3 separate regions of the Mus musculus genome follow, and regions 1 and 2 are each linked to region 3. Evidence: chromatin contacts called from public promoter capture Hi-C data. All regions are on one chromosome and are shown on one strand. The core of a region is the stretch at or near the end of the contact, and the rest is flanking DNA. Distances in the headings are between cores, read along the strand shown. Region 1 holds the start of Chka (choline kinase alpha). Region 2 holds the start of Fth1 (ferritin heavy polypeptide 1). Region 3 holds the start of Fkbp2 (FK506 binding protein 2).

Region 1 (2,841 bases), core at 146-2,645, 3.1 Mb after region 3:
TTGTGATCAAACTACAGACTAGAAGTACTACAAGGAAAAGTTCCCCGGGGATTTTTCCTCCCTCTTTTTCTTTTTCTTTTCTTTTTTTTTTTTTTTTTTTTTTTGTTTGTTTGTTTTTTCGAGACAGGGTTTCTCTGTGTAGCCCTGGCTGTCCTGGAACTCACTCTGTAGACCAGGCTGGCCTTGAACTCAGAAATCCGCCTGCCTCTGCCTGCGGAGTGCTGGGATTAAAGGCTTGCGCCACCACGCCCGGCTCCTCCCTCTTTTTCTAAAGCCCAGCCACAACATCCCTTTTTCTTTTCTTTCTTTTCTTTTCTTTCCTTTTTTTTTTTTTTTTTTTTTCGTTTTTCGAGACAGGGTTTCTCTCTGTAGAGCTGGCTGTTTTGGAACTCACTTTGTAGACCAGGCTGGCCTCGAACTCAGAAATCCGCCTGCTTCTGCTTCCCGAGTGCTGGGAACAACATCCCTTTTTTCATTCAAGGCCCTCGCAGAGAAACGGCTTCCTAGACACATCTATTTTGAGCTTTGGTACAGAATGTGCTTGTATAACTACATAGTATTGTTCTTCCGCAAGGGACGGCAACCCAGCACACATTTTCTCAAAGCTCGCCCGCAGGCGGCCTTCCGCGCTGCGGGGTTTGTGCTCCGGACACCGGCGCGGCGATCACCTCTACCCAAGCCGCCGCCCCGCCCCGCCCTCCAGCCTCACCCCCCACCGCCCCCACCACCACCGCGCGGTGCCGCAGCCACTGACCTGATGACACTGATGTGGAACTGGTCCTCGCGAAGGCCTCGCCAGGCTCCGGGCAGGAATTCCTTACACCACAGGTAGGCCCTGCGCCTGGTCCGGGGCTCGGGTTGTTCGTCCGCTAGCGGCGGTGATGGCGGCGGGGGCAGCGGCAGGGGCGGCGGCGGCGGCGGCGGCAGCGCGAGAGGTTGGGTTCGGCCACCAAGCTGCTTGGACTCCAGCTCGCCTGCGGCGTCCCGCTGCTGCCCTACGCCGGGCGTCGGGGCAGCGTTGCCACCGCAGCTCAGCAGCAGCCCGAGAGGCGACGGCTCGGCCTCGCCCCCGGTGCAGAACTTGGTTTTCATGCTGGACAAGCGGCCGAGAAGGCGCGGGCGGCCACAGCACGAGAGGGCCACACTCAGGGTCCGGCTGGATGCCCGCCTCTGGGGGCCGGCGCGGGGAATGGCTCGCCGGCTTCACTGACCGGCCGGGCGGCGGTTGTGGGAGCGCGCGGGGAGGCGACGTCGGCGACGGCGGGGAGAGGCAGCAATGGACGTCAGGCAGCAGTAACGAGAGACGAGCGCGGGAGGCTGACGGCAGGCGACTGCTATAGGGGGCCGCGGCGCTCGCTCCTTTACAGCGCTGCACGCGGAGAGCCCAGCGTCACCGCCCGCCCCCGCGCTCGCCGCTGATTGGACGCTTTGGCGCATCACAACCGCCGCCACCCTCGCCACGCCGCTTTCCCATTGGCTGCGGCACAGCCCCTCCTAGGCTCAGGCGGTGAGTCCACGATGAGGGAGGGGTCGGCGCACCGGGGGCGGGGCCTTGTCTAGGGGTCGCGAGGGTCCTGTAAAGGCTATCTCAATTGCCTGCACTCACAAGGTGGCGCCTTTGCGGACTCGAGCCTCTTAGGGCAGGAGAGGCGAGGCTTCTGCAGCTTTGGCAGACCCTAGAGTGGATGTTGAAAGGGAAACTTTCCTTAGACGCCCCCAGGTCTGAAAGTGATGATTTGAAAGGCCCCGGGGACTTTGCAGGAAAATGGTGTCTGGAGGCTGGCTGCTCTTTCCGCGTGACCTTAGGGCAAGGCAGCTCCCAAAGGAGCTCTGTGGGTGTGTTTTTACAACATTTCCGAGGCCCTGTTCGAGATGCTTCCATGCCCAATACAACTCCTGGCCGGAGGCGTTATCCATCTGCAGGTCTAATATCAAAAAGAGATTGGGTCAAGGCCACACACCCACTTGCCAGCTGGCTGCGCTCTCCGCTCAGAGAGAAGCCTCCCCCTCTACGTGCCTGCAGCCTCAGTTTCCCTGTCCGTGGTGCTGAGGATGTCAGCTAGATTCTCAGGACATCTTCCTAACAGACTGGCCTCAACGGCCTCCAGAATTGCCGGCCAAAGGTGCTTGGTTCGCGATTCCTGGCTTTGTGGATGCTGTCATCTGCCCCCCCCCTCTTCCGGGCTGTCCAGTCGCGTGACCATGACTAATGTACCTTTGCCCTAGGGCATGGAAGGGGGCCAAGGCCCCTATGCTGTATGCCCACACATTGCCTCATTCTTTGGTCTCATCATTCAGTCCTTCCAGGAAGTAATTGAGGCTACAAAGAATATAAAACTACAGGTCTGTGTTGTGGGGTATAGCTAGAAAGAGAGATTTCTTTCTAGCTATACCCCAGCATGCAGAAAATGGCTTCTTTGTGGGTTTTCACAGTCTGCTGGAAGCCAAAAACTCTTCAAAAAGAGTAGGTAGGTACTTATCTGGACTTACTCCCCCAAAAGTGATCTTACTGAACAAAAGAGTGCAAATAATCTGTGCATAATGGCACATGCTTTTAATCCCAGCACTTGAGAGGCACAGAGGCAGAGGCCAGATCTCTATGGGCTGAAGACCAGCCTAGTCTACACAGTAAGTTTCAGGACAGCCCAAGTTCCATAGTGAGACTGTCTGGGGAGTGGGGGGGGGGGGGCGGGGGAAGGAGTGCAAATGAAAAGAGACTTTGGACGATCCCGTGGAGCTAGGCCTGGAGTTGAACTCCAGACAAGTAGGGGAAAAAAAAAAAAAAAAAAAGAGGCCTGGCCTAGGAATACCACTGGTTGCTAGAACAGTAAGAAATCAACG
Region 2 (2,700 bases), core at 142-2,641, 3.0 Mb before region 3:
TGTTCTACGGCTCGGTATTAGTGCAGAGAAAAAAATTTAAGCCAAGCCCAAATCTACTTGTCTAAGAGGTAGGGTGCTAGAGTATCCTGCATTGGGAGGCCATTTTTCTCCTCCTTCACCAATCATGTAAAAAGTAGCTAACACAAGGTCACAAGGCTTCCAGCTCTACAAACAACCACTGATTTATAAAATTAATGCATCATGCCCTGTTAACAATTGAGGGCATTGCATTTTAGCACAAATATATTAGGAGAAGCTTTGATTTTCAGTTTTAAGCACTCAGTGTATTCATATTCCAGGAATGACAGCCACAGAAGTTGGACCTGTTTCAAAGTCCAGGCCTTCCCCAAACCTGTTTTTCAGAAACTATTACATGGAAAACTTCCTTGTCCAGCAATTGATAGCAGGCTTTTCCCAACAAGTATGTACCTACCACTTGTTAGTAAGCCACACTCATGCAAAATAAGAAAAATACAGTAACATGATGCCTTGTAAATGCAAGGTCGGGGTGACACTGATAACTACAGAAGGGGAGATTCCTAGCGATAAGTTTCAATGCAAGTGAGGCTCTGTGATAAGCAGAGAGGTGGAGGCGGCTGCTTTGAAGGGGACAAGAGTAAGCTCACAAGAGATAAGCCTCTTTACACCAGGCCCCAAGGCTGCCACTCGACACCATGACCAAGCAGACCCGCCATACTCCAGGAGGAACTGGAGCAGGATGCATAACCAAACAGAGAAGCTTGTAGGCCACGTGATCGGAGGGGACGAGCGTGCAGAAAATGCACCTAACTGCAGGGTTGATTGGCCAGGCTGACAGTCGTACTGCCCTAAGGCTTCAAAAAAAAGTGGTGTAATGACATGCCTGATCTATGCAGGAGCCACAAGGTGCTATGTGCTCAGACTTGCCACGGCAGGGCTGCCTGCCTTAGGAAAGAACCCCGAACAAACTCCATTTTCCAGAAGGGCGCTGGAAGGCGGGGAAGCCCGCAGCAGGCCACGCCCCGACCCACCCTCCGCCGGCTCCCCAAGTGGCCCTGAGGAGGCCGCACTCACCATAGACAGATAGACGTAGGAGGCATACAACTCCAGGTTGATCTGGCGGTTGATGGCAGCCTCCGCGTCCTGGTGGTAGTTCTGGCGCACTTGCGAGGGAGACGCGGTGGTCATGGTGGCGGCGGGGCGAGGCGCGGTGGCGACGCTGGAGCGGCGGAACGACGAAGTTGCAAAGGGCTCAGGCTCGAAGCGGCCGGCGGGGGTCGGAGGGGTCGAGCACCGGGTTCCGTTCAAGCACTGTTGAAGCAGGAAACCGCGGCGACTCTGGGCGAGAACGTCTGGCGCAGGAGGGGACAGCGGGCCGCACTTATAGCGGGATCCTGCGTCAGGCGAGCGCTGGCCAATCAGCGCAGCGGGCCGCGCCGCCCCGCCTCTTCCTGTGGGCGTGTTGCCCAAACCCGCAGGGCGCGGGCGGGGAGGAGCCTGTGTGAGTGTGAGGCGACGCAAGGGGCTCTGAGCTTCTGCAAGAGCGGTGCCTGGCAACAAGCGCGCTGTTTCTGTGGCCCGGGGCGGGCGTAGTTGGATCTAGCCGTACTGCAGAGGCATCTGGGTCCCAGATGGGCACAGAGGGTACCGATGAGGATGATTTTCAATTCTCACAGGATATCCCTAAACTCTAGGCAAAGTGCGTGTTGTTAGTCGTGACATACACCAGACAGCGACTTCGTCTTACAAATAGGAAAATGGAAGCGTGGCGCTGTAAATGGCGAACGACATATAAGTTGGACTGGGAAAGAGCGGCTTTCCCTCCTTCAGAATCTGTGGAGAGAAGCTCAGAGGAGGAGTAGGGGAACTATTGGCGAGGAGGTTAGGGTCTACCCTGTTCTTCTGACTCAAGCAACCCCGGCTTTTTGCTAAGGCAAACATGGCTCTGAGAACAGTTGAAAAAACAAAGGCTAAGAAGGCGCATTTCTCCTTAGAGCAGGACAACAGCCGTCTGTCTATAGGGCAATCCTGGGGCCAAACCATTTAGGTTTCTGAGAAAGCCCCTGGTGATGCTTGAAATTAAGAGACGTCTCTGGATTAGAAAAGTAAAGAAGTGACCTACGTGTGTCTGTTTCAAAATGGTCTCCTTTATCTTTCTCAGTAACCTTTGGGTTTGTCCTTGGAGTGAAGTTGATGCTTGCAGAATGGCAGGTGACAGGTGCAGGAAACTGCAGAGGGACAAGCCAACTGTGTCTATCTTGTAGCTGTGGCCCAGCTTCAAAATGGGTGCGAATTCTTGGATAGCAAGCAGAACTAGAGATTAGCCACTGCGTCTTGCTAGGCCCTGCCATCCACATCCACTTGTGCTCAGCCTTGTCTAGTCTTTAACACAGGTGGAGAACCAGCAGATGCTGTTCATATTCTCAAAACTGGAAGTTGGACTTCGATTTTGTTGTTATTGTTTTGAAGCAAGATTGACAAAGTTACTGGATCAGTAACCCAGACTGGCCAGGGACTCTCTGTGTAAGCCAGGCTGGTTCGTCAGAGAGCTGGGATTATAACCCTCTTCCCCCCTTTTAAGGTACGTCTACTGAAATACATTACTAGTACTTAGTCTTTTAAAACTACACGTTATATATGTTCTTTTCAGGAAAGATTTCAGTGGTAATCTAGCTGCAGGATGCTTCTGGATAAATATCCTGGAGTCAGACTTCAGGACGA
Region 3 (2,720 bases), core at 172-2,671:
TCCCAAGTGCTGGGATTAAAGGCATGCGCCACTAATGCCCGACTGGAAAGCCTTTTTAAAGAAACACACCCAGAGTCTTCTCCACCTACAATCCCTGGCATCCCAGGATTCATCAGCTGCTGTTTGAGATTCCTAACCTACTTGGTCCAGGCTCAGTGTCTACCCTTCTCCACTGTCCTGGGTAGTGTGGGAAGGCTAGCGAAGCACCAAGGCTTTGGCCTGCTACAGAACATTCAGGGACAGAAGTAACTGAAAGTAGCCGCCCTAATGAAGGGACTGACACTGAGGTCATGATCTTGGTGGTATCAAAGCAGGAGTAGGGTAAACTAAAGAATTCCTCAAGATGATGATCATCACATAATTACTTACCCATCCATGAGAGTCTCACATAGCCTGCATGACCTTAAACTTCCTGGCTTCATACATGTTTGGCAAATATTACTGATTTACTGCATCTTCAGCCCTGATGCTGCTTTTGAACTTTCTCTTTTAAGAAAATGTCTCCTGTATCCTAGGCTGACTCAGAATTCTTCATGTAGCTGGAATGTCCTTGAATTTCTGATCCCTCTATATCTACCTCTAGAGTGTTGACATTACAGTCATGGGACAGCACACCATTTTTTATCATGTTTAAATAACTTTCTCAGCAGTGATATTGGTGATCATGCTCTGGCTCAGTGAAGGTTAGGATTTGAGAGCTAAACATTCAGAACCCACTAAGCTTCATCAGATATGCAGTATGCTTCTCTTGGGGTCAACATCATGATTATCTTCCATTGGTATCTGAATAAATGGTCTTAGCAGGGCAAACGGCCTAAGACGGGTATGAAATCACTAGACTCCATAGCCTAACTCAGGTTTGGCTTCCTCTAAATTTCAGGATCTTTAGGTTAGAGAATGTGTCTCCTGGGCAGTGAATGATAGACCTGGCCCAGGAGACGTTTGTTCACCCACAGATGAGACTTGACACTGTAGACCACAAGATGAAAGGGGTCCGCATAGCTCAGGGCCATGTGGTATGGGTGTCATAGAGCGCACCACCAAAAGAACGAACTTAGTCAAGGTCACGCAGCCAGCCAAGAAATGAAAGAACTAAGATTCAAATCCGGGTTGTCGCTCCGAACCCCTAGCCTCTTCCCACAACAACTACCCAAAGGCGTGCCGGTCAGGAAGTCAGCACGGTGCCTGCTAGAACCCCTCCAGGCGCGTGCAGTCATACTTGCTTGACCATGTCACCTTGGCTGGAACTGCCTTCTGTCTCTCGGACACAACTTTTGCCAAACTAGACCCGGAATCTGAACCCCGGAAGTGACGTTGTCACGCAGTCACTCAGGAGGCAGGGCCAAATGAGAAGCCCCGCCCATAGATGCAGCAGCGGGTTTTGGACGGTCCAATGAGGGCGGGCAGCGTGTCCCGCCCTGTAGCGACGAAGACGCGCCTGCGCAGAAGTGACAGCACGAGCGGGATTGGCTCCGGGGGCGCGGCGAGGAGGTGAGCGGGGGGCCACAGCCCAGGCTGGGGGATCCGGGTGCAGGAGGGCAACCTGGGGCAGGCCGGCCTGAAGCGGGCCGGAGTCCGCGTGCCAGCCAGGGGCAGCAAACGAAGGAATTGGGGCTGGGGTCCGGCCTCTGGCAATGCCGCAGGGGGCGGGCTCTCACGCCGTACGGGGCGGAGCCCTGGGGCTCGGGGCGGGGCGCGGAACAGCGGTGGGAGGGACAACGGAGCCAGTGCGAGTTGAGGGCGGAACCCAGTGGCCCATAGCTGGAGTAGGAGGCGTGGGGGGCGGGGCTTGGGGTTTAGAGGAGGAGCTGGAGCAGGTGGAAAGTGGAGCCTTTGGCTCGGAGACAGAGGGCGTGAGATCCCAGTCGTTGGAGGTGGGACTTCAGTCAGTGAGTGGCGTGGCCCCTCTGCTGGAGACTAGGTCTAACATTGCGGAGGGTGGAGCTGCAGGTCAGGGGGCGGAGCTTCACGCCGTAAAGGGTGGGGCCAAGGAGCCTTGCGCAGAGCTAAGCTTGAGCTATGGCCGGGGGCGTCCACGCGGGGGCGGTCTCCGTGGTGGCCGCGCCTGGGGTCGCGGTAGACCGAGAACTCCCCCTGGAGAGGTGGTGTGGGTGGAGCGAGCTCGGCGCCCTGCTGACTCTGAGCCAGTTTGGGTTCCCCGGAGGCCCCCAAGAGCTCAGAGTTGGGGAGGTGCCCCTGGTGGAGGAGGCACGGGGCCGGACTGGGGGGTGCCCCCGGAGGACCGGGGCTCCTCAGAGCCACCTAGTGGAGATGTGTGGGTGCCTCGGGGCCGAACACCTGCAGCAGCCGCAGATGTGTGGGTGTGCTGGACAGGGGGCAGCTGGGTGTGGCGGGAGTGGGGTCGTCCAGTCGGGACAAATCCGGTGCAATCAGATAGGGTTTGGACTTTGCGTAAAGGGGCTAGCGGGAACTGAAGAACGGAGATGGGGACTGGGAGGGAGAGAAGGTCAGGTAGTGAGCAAAGGGAGGGGGCACTGGCTGCTGTGGCCTCCCCTGACCCCCTCCCCTCGCTGCTGGGGTCCTCGGTCAAGCCCCCTTCTCACTGGACTGGTAAGTGTGGCTACAGAGCCCAGGGGAGGGGGTGGTGACCCAGGACTGTGGGATTCCCCAGAAACAGGCAAGATATAATGGGGAGTTGGCGTCCTCCTGATACAGACTGAAGACGTCCCATGACTCCACCCCCCAGTTTTTTGGTTGGG

The links. Promoter capture Hi-C pulls out the DNA fragments that hold promoters and counts their contacts.
Region 1: a promoter capture Hi-C map of liver shows a contact between it and region 3, with 2.7 times the contacts expected there.
Region 2: a contact with region 3 is called in a promoter capture Hi-C map of the HPC-7 cell line. A contact is called at or near these places in 2 of 39 promoter capture datasets (the 3T3-L1 cell line and the HPC-7 cell line) and 1 of 130 datasets of targeted methods (bone marrow-derived dendritic cells).

The regions. Positions count from the first base shown.
Region 1 is chr19:3,850,327-3,853,167 of GRCm38.p6, reverse strand. Chka (choline kinase alpha) reads right to left here and starts at 1,395. Exons shown (of 12, transcript NM_001271496.1): 1 at 755-1,395. The coding sequence starts at 1,092. Gm51271 (predicted gene, 51271) reads left to right here and starts at 2,352; the gene lies at 2,352-2,401.
Region 2 is chr19:9,981,337-9,984,036 of GRCm38.p6, reverse strand. It overlaps Fth1 (ferritin heavy polypeptide 1), which reads right to left and starts at 1,391. Exons shown (of 4, transcript NM_010239.2): 1 at 1,054-1,391. The coding sequence starts at 1,167.
Region 3 is chr19:6,979,165-6,981,884 of GRCm38.p6, reverse strand. It overlaps Fkbp2 (FK506 binding protein 2), which reads left to right and starts at 1,421. Exons shown (of 6, transcript NM_001166368.2): 1 at 1,421-1,491. It overlaps LOC114841036 (Uncharacterized protein LOC114841036), which reads left to right and starts at 1,445. Exons shown (of 6, transcript NM_001370419.1): 1 at 1,445-2,571. The coding sequence starts at 1,635. The coding sequence ends at 2,435.